Regions from separate parts of the Mus musculus genome. Here region 2 is linked to region 1. Evidence: chromatin contacts called from public Hi-C data. All regions are on one chromosome and are shown on one strand. The core of a region is the stretch at or near the end of the contact, and the rest is flanking DNA. Distances in the headings are between cores, read along the strand shown. Region 1 holds the start of Tpt1 (tumor protein, translationally-controlled 1). Region 2 holds the start of Wbp4 (WW domain binding protein 4).

Region 1 (5,509 bases), core at 1,145-3,644:
CACTGAAACATCCTATTGCATGTAATATGAAATGGACTTGAACTACCGTGGGGCAGAGACCACACTCATTCTACGTGAGTTTATCCCAGGCCAGTGTCAAACTACTTACACACATGACCCTGAGCACTCTAGCAAGCCAGCTAATCTCATCTTCAAGCCCCTTTCATGTTCAAGGCTCTACTCTCCCACAGGATAAAGATCTCACAATCTACAAGGCCTGCCACCTGCAGATGGCAAAGAATCACTGCTGCACTCCCTGTCTTGACACTACTAATTTAAAGATACTTACACATTTCTCCATCTCTAAGCCATCCTTAAAGAAAATCATGAATGGAGTCACACCATCTTCACGGTAGTCCAGGAGAGCAACCATACCATCTGGATTCATGTTTTCACCAATAAAAAACTTAAGAAACACGTAACAAAAACCTACAATTAGACTATCTTATACACACAAATATAAAATCAAACTATAAAAAGCAGATCCAGAATAACCCCTGGCCAAAATTTGGCAAGAAAAACCCCTAGTTCTCAAAAATAACACATATGCTAGCCATGTTGGCACACACCTTTAATCCCAGCAATTAAGAGGCACTGGCAGGTAGACCTCTGGGTTCAAGGCTAGTCTGGTCTACAGATAACAGTCTCAATGAAAAGAAAGCAATGCCTATCATTTTAATACCAGCTCCTTGCCTGGTGTGGTGCTACACAAAATGGGCTGAGACTTTCATCTCAGAAGGCTGAGGTAACTGGGTCTAAGGGTGTTCCAGGACAGCCAGAGCCATGTACGAGACAGCAAACAGACTTTTTCGGATCCCACAGTTATTATACAACCCTTTGGTCCATTTACCTGGTAGTTATTGAAATTAGCAAGGATGTGCTTAATCTGCTCTGCAGCTCCAGTCATAAAAGGCTTTACTCTTTCTGGTTTCTGCTCTTCAAGTTTGCCTTTGAGTCTAAAACAGTAAAGTAACAGGTCATCAAAATACTGAATAATCTTTCAGTAAAGTAAGAATATAAGCTCCAATAGGTAATGTCTTCTAGCAAAATGATAGTTTACTAGGTGACAAGAAACCATTTAAAAGAATGTAATTCCTATATTACCTTTAAAGTAACTTTCTACCGGCTTGCTCACATTATTGAAAATCAACCTTCACTGTATAACAAAAGACCCTCCTTTCTTAAGCCCTTCCTACCTAAGCAACCAACTTCTTCTAGGAAGCTGACCACCAAAACGGGGTGTTTATGTCACTTACGATTTCATGTAGTCTTTGATGTACTTTTTGTAAGCCTCTTTTGTGAAGCTGGTTTCTTGTAAGTGATGGTTCATGACAATGTCAACACCGGTGACTACTGTGCTTTCGGTACCTTCGCCCTCCGGACCTTCAGCGGAAGCATTTCCACCGATGAGCGAGTCATCGATGGCACCCTCTGTTCTACTGACCATCTACATTTAGAAGAAAACAAAACAAAACAAAAAGACAATACAACTTAGTCGAAGGGGCAAAAAAAAAAAAAAAAAAAGAAAAAAAGAGAAAAAAAAAAAAAGGTCCGGCAACGATCAGTCAGCTCCCTGAAACATCTTAACCTCCCCCCAAATAGTCGCTGCCCGGACTGAGAGAGGTGGTCACTCTCATCAAGCGGAACCAAGTTGCTGTGGCCTCTCTCGAGTCGCCACGGGTTAAGCGCGCACAGCGCAAACCTGTCTTATAGACAATATGTCCCCGTTCGCCCGGAAAGAGGATGGCGCTGAGTTCGCGGACCTATTTCCAGGCTCGGCTCCGCCTCCACTTTTCTAGAAAAACCCAAGGTCCGCAAGAGCGTCTCCTCCGCCTGGAGGCGGCAGCGAGGATTGCACGAGTTCCAGCGGCCTCCCCGCGGCGCCCAGCCCAGCCCGGCCCGGCTCGGCCGACCCGGCAGGCAGGCGGCCAGCCTCCCCGCGCGCGGCGCCCCGCTCACCTTGCCCTCCACCTCCAGGCACAGCCCGTCCGCGATCTCCCGGATCTTGTAGATGTCGGAGAACAGCTCGTCATCTGAAAGCGAACAGAGAGAGCCGCCCGTGAGCGAGCGAAGGCCCGCCATTTCCCGCGCCGGGCTCGGCGCACGCGGCGGCTCCCGGCCCAAGCTCTGCGCTCGTGTCCCCGGCCTCCCCGGTGCCCACCCGCACCCAGGCCCGCGGGCGCCGGGACTTACGGCTGATGAGGTCCCGGTAGATGATCATGGTGACGGCTGGGGACGGCGGCGCTAGCCTGACAGCGCGGAAGCGAGCGCGGTGCAGCCGGAGCGGCGCGCGGGGGGAGGGGGGAGCGGGCGGAAAAGGCCGACGCGGGCGCTCCCCAACCTCATATAGAGGGCACGCTCGGCTACGTCACCGTCCGCGGCTCCCCCGGAACTGTCGTCAGCGGTGACGTGAACGCAGGGCGGTGCGGGGGCGTGGCTACGCCCGGCCGGCCCCGGGAGGGCATCCGGGGACTCTGCTGGGACACAATGCGGAGTGCCCCTGGGTGCGCGGGGCAACGGGGGCGGTGTGCGGATAGTGCGCCCGGGGCATGCTGGGACGGGAAGGGACTTGCGGCCGACCGATGGCCGGACGCTTGAGTCGCCGCCCGGGCGTGGCCAGGGTGTGACTGCGCCCCGCCTCCCGCCACGCCGCTTCAGTTCCCACCCCTTTCTCGGAAAGAAAATGTCAGCAGAATCGGATGACTGTTGTCGGGCGCGCCGCTGAGCCTGCGGGGACTACGGGGATGGCGCCGGGCTGGTGTCCCGGGTCTCCGACCTCCGGTCCTTGGCTGCCCACAGACTGCACCGGTTTTGCTCGCGGAGGGAGATGTCCTGGGGACTGGTCCTCTAGTGGGTTCCGAAAGTGAAAGCCTGCGGTGGGTCTGGCCGGACAGCTCTTCGCTGGCCTGTTCTGCTCTTGGTCGCAAACGGTGTCCTTTGTTAGGACAGTTCTGTATTGTCACTTTTATCCCTTTTATTCCTGGCGATGCAGGACTAAACAGACCCAAAATAAGGAGCTTCCCACTTGCCCGGGTCACTTGAAGGGCTTTCGCATCCACCACGAAGTACAACATACAACTTCCGAGACCCACCGTTCAGGTAAACATGTATGGCAGGATGAAATCACAGTTTCTTCCCTTCCAGATTTGGTTATAGTCCGTTGTAACCCTAGTGTTGCAATTTTCTCGCTTAAGAAGGACATAGCCAGCCCTGCCTGCCCTCGGACAGAAGGTTAGGTTAGTATGTCAAAGGAGAAGGCAGTTCACACTAACAAAGTGTTACAAGCACAGAGTAAACCATTCAGGAATAAAACTCTAGCCAAAGAGCAGAAGAAAAACCGTCCACTTAAGATGCGGTGGTCTGCTGCTTTCCTAGATACTCTAAAGGACACGGGGTAACAGTAAAAAAGTGAAGGACATCAGAAAACGTAGACATAGAACCGAGGGGCTATGACTTAGCAGTCTCAAAACTCAGTTATTTCTGAGTTATGTGAATCTTATTTGCACATCCCAGGTATTCATTTTCAAATTATTCAAAAATGCTCATTTACATAGATCCCCAAACATATTCTTTTTGGATTTTTCTGTTATTTTCTCCAGTTTTATGCCCAAATGTATTTTTTTAACATCATTAAAAATTTTTTTTTGTTTTTGTTTTTTCGAGACAGGGTTTCTCTGTATAGTCCTGGCTGTCCTGGAACTCACTTTATAGACCAGACTGGCCTTGAACTCAGAAATCCGCCTGCCTCTGCCTCCCAAGTGCTGGGATTAAAGATGTGCACCACCACCGTCCGGCTCATTGAAGAATTAAAAAACAAAAAAAAACAAAAAAAAAAAACAAAAAAAAAAACAAAACCATGGTGAAAGAGAGCTGAAGATTTGAAGCTAAGCAGTGCTGGCATCTTGTCTGTGTTACCAGTCCCACGATCTCAGGAAGTTCACCCTCTTTGAGCTTTAGTATGAAATGGAATTTCTGTGAATTTAATAAGATGAGTGAGAGGCTGACATACTTAACAGGTGATAAATAATATGTGGGATATGTATGCAATTCCCGATTTTTTTTCATAATATTCCTGAAGTTATTACTGTCAGGTCCAAAAGCCTTTTGTTCAGTTAACCTCTCCTCTCACCTCCTCTGCTTGCATAGCCCAAACCAGTCTTGAACTGATTTCGGAGGCCAGACAGGCCTGGAAATCAAAATTCTCCTGCCTTAGCTTCAATAGGGCTAGGATTACAGGTGTGAGCCAACCATTCTTATCTCAGAATACCATTAATAGTGAGAAAAGCCTTACAGGCTGGAGTAGAAAGTATCACTCAGGATGTGGTCTCGTGATTAGAACATAGGTGAATTTGGAACACTCCTTGGGTCAGAAAATGGATAAAGAACCAGGCAACCTGGACTATTCCTTTGAGAAAATGTGATATTCTCTCATTCTCCCGCCCCCCCCCCCGCCCCCCACATCTGCTTTCTCAGTCCTGGGACAAAGACATGCATAGCATCTGACACCACAGTGCTTTTTAAATCAAGGTTGAGAAAACTAAGTGACTAGTGAGTAACTATGAAAATGAATGAAGGGGAGGACTAGCTGTATTGCAGCACACATAATCCCAGGGATGCAGAGGTGAAGACCAGAGGAGCAGGAGTTTGAGGCCCTTTTCAGCCACACAAGTTCTAGACTATGTGAGAGCTTGTTTCAAAAATAAATAATTAAATAAATAATAAAAAAAATAGAATAGCATTTCTGTGATTATTCCCTTATTCTGAGAGTGCCTAATGACTCTGTTCAAATACACATTTTTGGGGGGTGGGGTTCGAGACAGGATTTCTCTGTGTAGCCCTGGATGTCCTGGAACTCACTTTGTAGACCAGGCTGGCCTTGAATTCAGAAATCCACCTACCTCTACCTCCCAAGTGCTGGGATTAAATGAGTTGGGCCAACACTGCCTGGCTCAAACTCTGAATGAAAAAAAAAAATACAGTGAATCCAGCTGGACATGGTGGTACTGCACTCCTTTAATTTCAGCACTAGGGAGGTAGAAGCAGGCAGAGCTGAGTTGAAGACCAACCTGATCTACACAGAAAAACCCTGTCTTGAAAAAACAAAGGAAAAAAAAAAAAGACACAGAAGACAATGGACCATAGTAAAAGTAAACAGTGTGTGCTACAGTATGGGGAAACTGGCCTCCGGCCTGGCAGTAGCAAGTTCCAGGCAAGCGTGCCCATCACCAGTAGTCAAGGGGGGCTGGACTGTAGTTTAAGGGCCCACGGTGGAACTATAATGATCCAGGTGAAACTGTAGTGTAGTGGTCAGATCAGTGACCGGTACTCTAATGGACAGCGGGACTTATCTAGTGGTGAGCTGAGCTCTAACTTAATATTGAGGGCTGTTAAAGTCACATTGACAGTGGTGAACAGTCTAGAGGTCAATAGATCTGTAGTCCACCTGCCTGGCAGTCGGAACTTGAGGGGAAAAAATGATGTCAAGCCGGCACACAAGTTCAGTAGAGTT
Region 2 (5,509 bases), core at 1,006-3,505, 3.6 Mb before region 1:
GCTCCTGCGGAAATGAAGGCTTGATTCCCCAGCACCCAAATAGGGAGGCCCACAACCACCCATTGCTCCAATTTCCAGGATCTGGCCTGTTCTGACCTCCCTGGGCACCAGGCACACAGGTGGCACACAGGAAGGCAAACATTCATAAACATAAGGAATTGTAATTAACTTAAAAAAAAAAATCGAGTCTGGTGCCATAAGCCTGTGACCTGAGCACTGAAGAGGCAGGAGGTGCAAGAGCAAAGGAGATCTTCATCACCGCAGAGACTTTGAGGCTACCCTGGGGTACGTGAGACTGAGATGAGGTCTGAACAGACTCACCTTACCCTCAGGCCCACTGCTGAGAGGCAGAAGCAGGAGGACCATAAACCTCAGCAGCTCCGGCTCCTAGTGAGTTCTAGGCTATCTCGAGCCACACGGAGAAACTATCGTAGTAATATAATGATGGTGACACGCTTACGGCTCTAAAGCTAGAAGACACCACTACACTCAGGTCAAAGACCTTCGCACGATCCCATAGCTAAGGACTGGAGGCCAAAGGGATTCTATCCAGCCACTACCCACCTACCTAAAGCGCCTGCTGTTCAGCAGGCACCTCAAAACATCTGGAGGTGGGGGGTGGGGAACCTGACATGCATAAGGACTTGTGTTAATGTTTTAAATATTCGCTAAAGGAGTTTTCTAGGTTTAATTTTTACGAGGAAAGGCTCATTAATCCCTAATCGCATAGATCACATTAACAGCTATTTTCAAACTCAGCTGTGCCAGTTAAGGCTATAAAATATTGTTGGGAACACACAAACAACCAAAACTTCTGCTCAGTAATGGTTTTGACCAGAAACTCATCCGCCGGAGTCAGTTTTTCCTTATTTGTGCCCAAAGGCCCAACAGACTAAACATTACAGCTGCCCCAATTTTCTAATTTCAACTTGCATTTATGATAACGCTTTTGTTTCGTGTACGGCGCTCAGGCTGCTGACACAGCTGGGCCGCTTCTTTGTAATAAACACAGGGCTTCTATATTTAAAAGTACAGTGCAACTTTGTTGTAACATCCCCTCCCCAGTCTCCGGGCTAATTTTCTGTCTTCCAAGCTCCACCTCCATCCCATGATTTTTTTTTTTTTTTAAATCAGTGACGCTCCAAACAGCCTCCGGGAAAGCCGGCTCTGTTCTTTCAAGACATCTCATCCCAGTGGTATTTTTCTTCTCCGCAGTTTGCCGTGTGTTTGAAGAGGAAAGGGGAGTTAGAAGGAAAATAAGAGACATTCTGCAAAAGCCTTGAGGCGAGGGTTGCTGGGGGGGGGGGGGAGCGGTGGACCGGGCTCGGGTGCACGCGGCGGGGGTCCTAGAGCCCAGCCGGCGACAAGGGATCGGCGGGGGTCTGGCGATAGGGAGCAGCGGGGTGGTCTCCAGCCGCTGTTGACAGTAACTGGAGCGCAGCGGGCACGCCCCGGCCCGCCGAGTAGGAAGGGGGCGGCGGAGCAGGGTGTGGGCCGAGGGGGCACCCGGGCGGGGGGAGATAAGGCGAGGCCCAAGTTAATCATCACCTCCCGAGCGCCTGGAAAAGTACGGGCTGAGGGCGGGGTACAGCCGCGGGGAAAGCGAAACTCCTCTCGCAGCGGGCCCGAGAGCGGCCGCCGCGCTCCTCCGGCCTCCGAGAGCCAAGCTCCCATCCACGGGAGCAACTACACTGCCTGCTCCCAAACTCACCCCGAACACGGCTGCAGAAGTCAGCCAGAGCCACTAAGCAAGTAAACTCAACTAGAGCAAAAAGTGACACTGTTCCCATACCGGGAGTCGAACCCGGGCCGCCTGGGTGAAAACCAGGAATCCTAACCGCTAGACCATATGGGAAGTGCTGCTACAAGCACTGCTGTGACCCACCTGACTAGCGTCAGCGCCGCTACCACTCAGCCACTCTGCTGCAACTCGCGCCGCCGAAGCCGCCCCCGCGGCCGCTGCCCCACGCGCGGGCACGAGCCCGGCGGAGCGCGCGGGCGTGGCGGGGGGGAGGAGCGGGGCCGGTGCGCGCCCCTGGAAAGTTCTGAGCCGAAGCCGGGCGCCCCGTGCGCTCCCGGAACGGGCGGCTGCGCCTTTCTTTCTCAGCCGTCAGGTCCCGGGCTGCTCCCCGGTCACAGAGCGGGCGGGCAAGCCGGCAAAGCCGAGGGCGGCGCCGGCTGTGGGAACGGCGGCGTGCGGCCGGGGCTGGGGGGAGGCGATCGAGCCTCTCGGCTGCGAGCCAGCTCGGGAGTGGAGGTTCTGGATCCCGGGAGGCGTGAGGACCGCGGGATGGAGCCTGGGTCGGACGCTCGGGGCCCGCGGCTCCGGTCCCGTCGCGCTTTCGTCCCTTCTGGGTGACCTCAACCCCTTTATACCGACCCCACCTCTCAGGCGCCGCGAGTACCGCCCCGTGGGGGAGGGGAAGAGGCGGTGACAACCGCGCGCGCGGGTTGGGCCGTCGCGGCCGCCGTAGTCCACCCGTGGAAACGCCGTACCCGGGGGGGACGCCGAGACCGAGAGGTCCTGGCTTGAGCCACCGGCGGACATCAGTGAGCGGGATCGCGGGCTGCCCGCGGAGCTGCCGCCGTCATGTGAGTCGGGTCGGGTCGGGTCGGGCTTGCGCCGCCAGGCGCCCGCGAGTGGCCTCCTCCCGCCCCTCCGCTCGCCCGGGGCCGCCCGACCTGCGGGGCCGGTTCTCTCGGAGACGCGGCCGCCCTCTAGGCAGGAGCCGGGGACTCGGGTGCCGCCCCCGCCCGCCCGCCGGGGCCCGGGCCCGGGGCCGGGGTGGCGCTGCGGCCTCAGACGTCCAGGGGCTTTTCCCAGCCTCGCGTCCCCAGAACGAATGAATTAGCTAGAAGGGCACGGGAAAGAGAAATACTTTGAGACTTCTTCATCTCGGTGCAGTGTGATTTACCTTCACCGGAGAGCAGTTTTCCACGGACTTTAGCTTTACATAAATAATACAACTGCTTTGCTAAGACAGAAGTCCGAAAACAGCCTTATATCCCATTTTTTAACAACTGTAAAAATTCCTTTCAATTTTTGGATAAGCTTAGAGTTGTTTTTATCTTTTCAGGGCCGACTACTGGAAGTCACAACCAAAGAAATTCTGTGATTACTGCAAGTGCTGGATAGCAGACAATAGGCCTGTATGAAATTTTTATTAAAATATTCACGTGATGTGTTGTTTTTTTGACTTTAGTGTGTATAAGCCACTTTCGTGTATAGTGCTCTTTATTCTTCAAAACCTAAAAAGGTTTCTTTTGTTTGATTCCTCTTATGAAAGCTATAGCCTTCTCCTTTTCATCAATCTGACTTTGATTTTAAGGCCAAATTATTTCTGGGGACTTTGAGGAAATGGACAGTGAGTGGGATAATCTTGTTTATGGAATACCTGCCCCTTAAAAAGGAATATTGTAGTTTTTCCTGTTCTCCACAGGAAGGAGAACAGCATTATTCCCTGGTGAGATACAAAGGGAGCAGCTGTAATATACCTTATGCTGAAAGCCTTGAGCCCACTATTTTTGCAAGGGGGTTGGGGGCGGTGATTTTTCAAGACAGGGTTTCCAGACAGCAACTCACTCTGTAGACCAGGCTAGCCCGCAGCCCACAGAGATCTACTTGGCTTTGCTTCCCAAGTGCTGGCAAAAAAGGTGTGTACCATGGCTAGACTCCTAGATCCAACTTTTTGTTTGTTTGTTTGTTTTTTTGTTTTTCAAGACAGGGTTTCTCTGTATAGCCCTGGCTGTCCTGAAACTCAGGCTATTGTAGACCAGGCTGACCTCGCGGAGTGCTGGGATTAAAGGTGTGCACCACCACTTAGATCCAACTTTTAAAGCATAAAGTAAGACGTCAGCTGGCTTTCTTCCCTCTTAGACATTCTACAATCAGACAAGCTACTGTATCAAAAGCTGTGGGCTATGGGGACTGGAGAGATGGCTTCACAGTCAGTAACAACTCCTGCTCTTGCAGAGGGTTGAGGTTCAGTTCCCAGTACCCACATGGCAGTTCGACACTACCTGTAACTCCAGTTTCAGGGTGTCCGACAGCCTCTTCTGACCTCCATTAGCGGCTATGCTCATGTCCTTACACACTCACAGGGGCGTAGACCCAGAAAATACGTTTTGAAAAACTACAGGGTCAGCAAGGGCAGAGGTGGTTCCCATCTTTAATCCCAGTATCCAGAGGCTATTAAGCAGATCTCCGAGCTCAAGGGCCGCTTGTTCTACAGAGTGAGTTCAAGGACAGCCAGATCTACGCAGAGAGATCCTGTCTTGAAAAAGCAAACCCTATAGTGTCTTGCATATACATAACGTATTACTTGGCAGAACTATTGTACACCACGGAATGATGCCATATTTTGTGCTACAGTCTGCCATTACACACTACTAAATCATCTTAGGCTTTGAGAGGAGTTTTGCTCTTCCCTTTGGCTTTGCTAGTAGGTGCTAAAGATTGTGCATATTTTATTTGGCTTAGGCTAATCCCTACCAAAACTGCCATGAGATTTTAAAACCACATAAATTGAAAAAAATATCCCAGGAGGTACCTATGCAATAAAATAACTTTAATGAGTTATGAAAATAAATTATCTTTCTAGAGGTCTGTGTGCATCTCCCTACATATCTAGTAATTTATTAGTGAAAACTATTTAATTTTGAATGGTGCTTTAATACAGTATTCTTTGTGTGGTATAATCAGCTGTAAGTAACTCGGTATAGGAACAATAGAGACAACTGTTTGCCTTACAAACTCTAGCTTTAAAGAGGTACTCTGAGGAGTATATTAGAATAGCTCCATTAATACATCATACAGGGTTTGATTGACAGGACTTTTAGGGTACTTCTTATTTCTTTCCACCAGACATCTATAATTTGTGAGAACTTCTGGATATTTATGTAGGCCCCAGTGCTCAGTCAGCCATCCCTGTCCCCAGCCATCTAATTATGTTACTCTTCAGAAGTCACCTCCCCCTTTGCTCAGGTCCATCCTTTCATTGTTTCTGTGTGTATGTATTTTATTCCATCTTGTTCACAGGGTACAGAGGTTTTTTTAACTGAACAGTGTATCCTGAAGGTGTCTCCCATGTCAGTACATAGGGAACTGTGTGCTGCCTTTCTGTTCAATAAAAGCCTGTGGGAGTGCACGCAGTTCACTTACCCAGTCTCCAGTAGATAAACTACAAGATTGTTGCTACAAACAGTCACTTTGTTTTACTACATCATTTTGCACAATGTGAGGAATTTTTTAAAGTGTGTGTCTGTGTGTTGTTGCTGTTGTTGTTGTTGTTGTGGATGTTCTCTGGTATGCGAATAGCAGAGGACAACTTCAGGAGTCTGTTCTTCTATCATGTGGGTCCTGGGGGTTGAATCTGGTGGTCAGGTTTGGTGGTAAGCACCTTTACCCACTAAGCCATCTTACCTGCCCAAACAAGGAATTTTTAAGTATCTATTTTTCTTAATATTTTAAAAACAAAGTCTTTTACCTGCTTTGGCTTTTTGAGACAGG

Evidence for each region. Hi-C and Micro-C count contacts between places; a contact is called where the count stands out from the background.
Region 2: a contact with region 1 is called in a Hi-C map of muscle stem cells, with 3 times the contacts expected there. The contact joins the promoter of Wbp4 here to the promoter of Tpt1 in region 1. A contact is called at or near these places in 1 of 39 promoter capture datasets (cranial neural crest) and 1 of 484 Hi-C or Micro-C datasets (muscle stem cells).

What each region holds. Positions count from the first base shown.
Region 1 is chr14:75,842,141-75,847,649 of GRCm38.p6, reverse strand. It overlaps Tpt1 (tumor protein, translationally-controlled 1), which reads right to left and starts at 2,394. Exons shown (of 6, transcript NM_009429.3): 1 at 2,194-2,394; 2 at 1,960-2,033; 3 at 1,257-1,447; 4 at 851-956; 5 at 290-406. The coding sequence starts at 2,221. Gm4285 (predicted gene 4285) reads left to right here and starts at 2,686. Exons shown (of 3, transcript NR_045294.1): 1 at 2,686-2,876; 2 at 2,993-3,099; 3 at 3,668-4,732.
Region 2 is chr14:79,478,014-79,483,522 of GRCm38.p6, reverse strand. Wbp4 (WW domain binding protein 4) reads left to right here and starts at 2,255. Exons shown (of 10, transcript NM_018765.3): 1 at 2,255-2,592; 2 at 3,078-3,150. The coding sequence starts at 2,591. Elf1 (E74-like factor 1) reads right to left here and starts at 2,329. Exons shown (of 9, transcript NM_007920.4): 1 at 1,886-2,329. n-TEttc4 (a tRNA gene) reads right to left here and starts at 1,855; the gene lies at 1,784-1,855.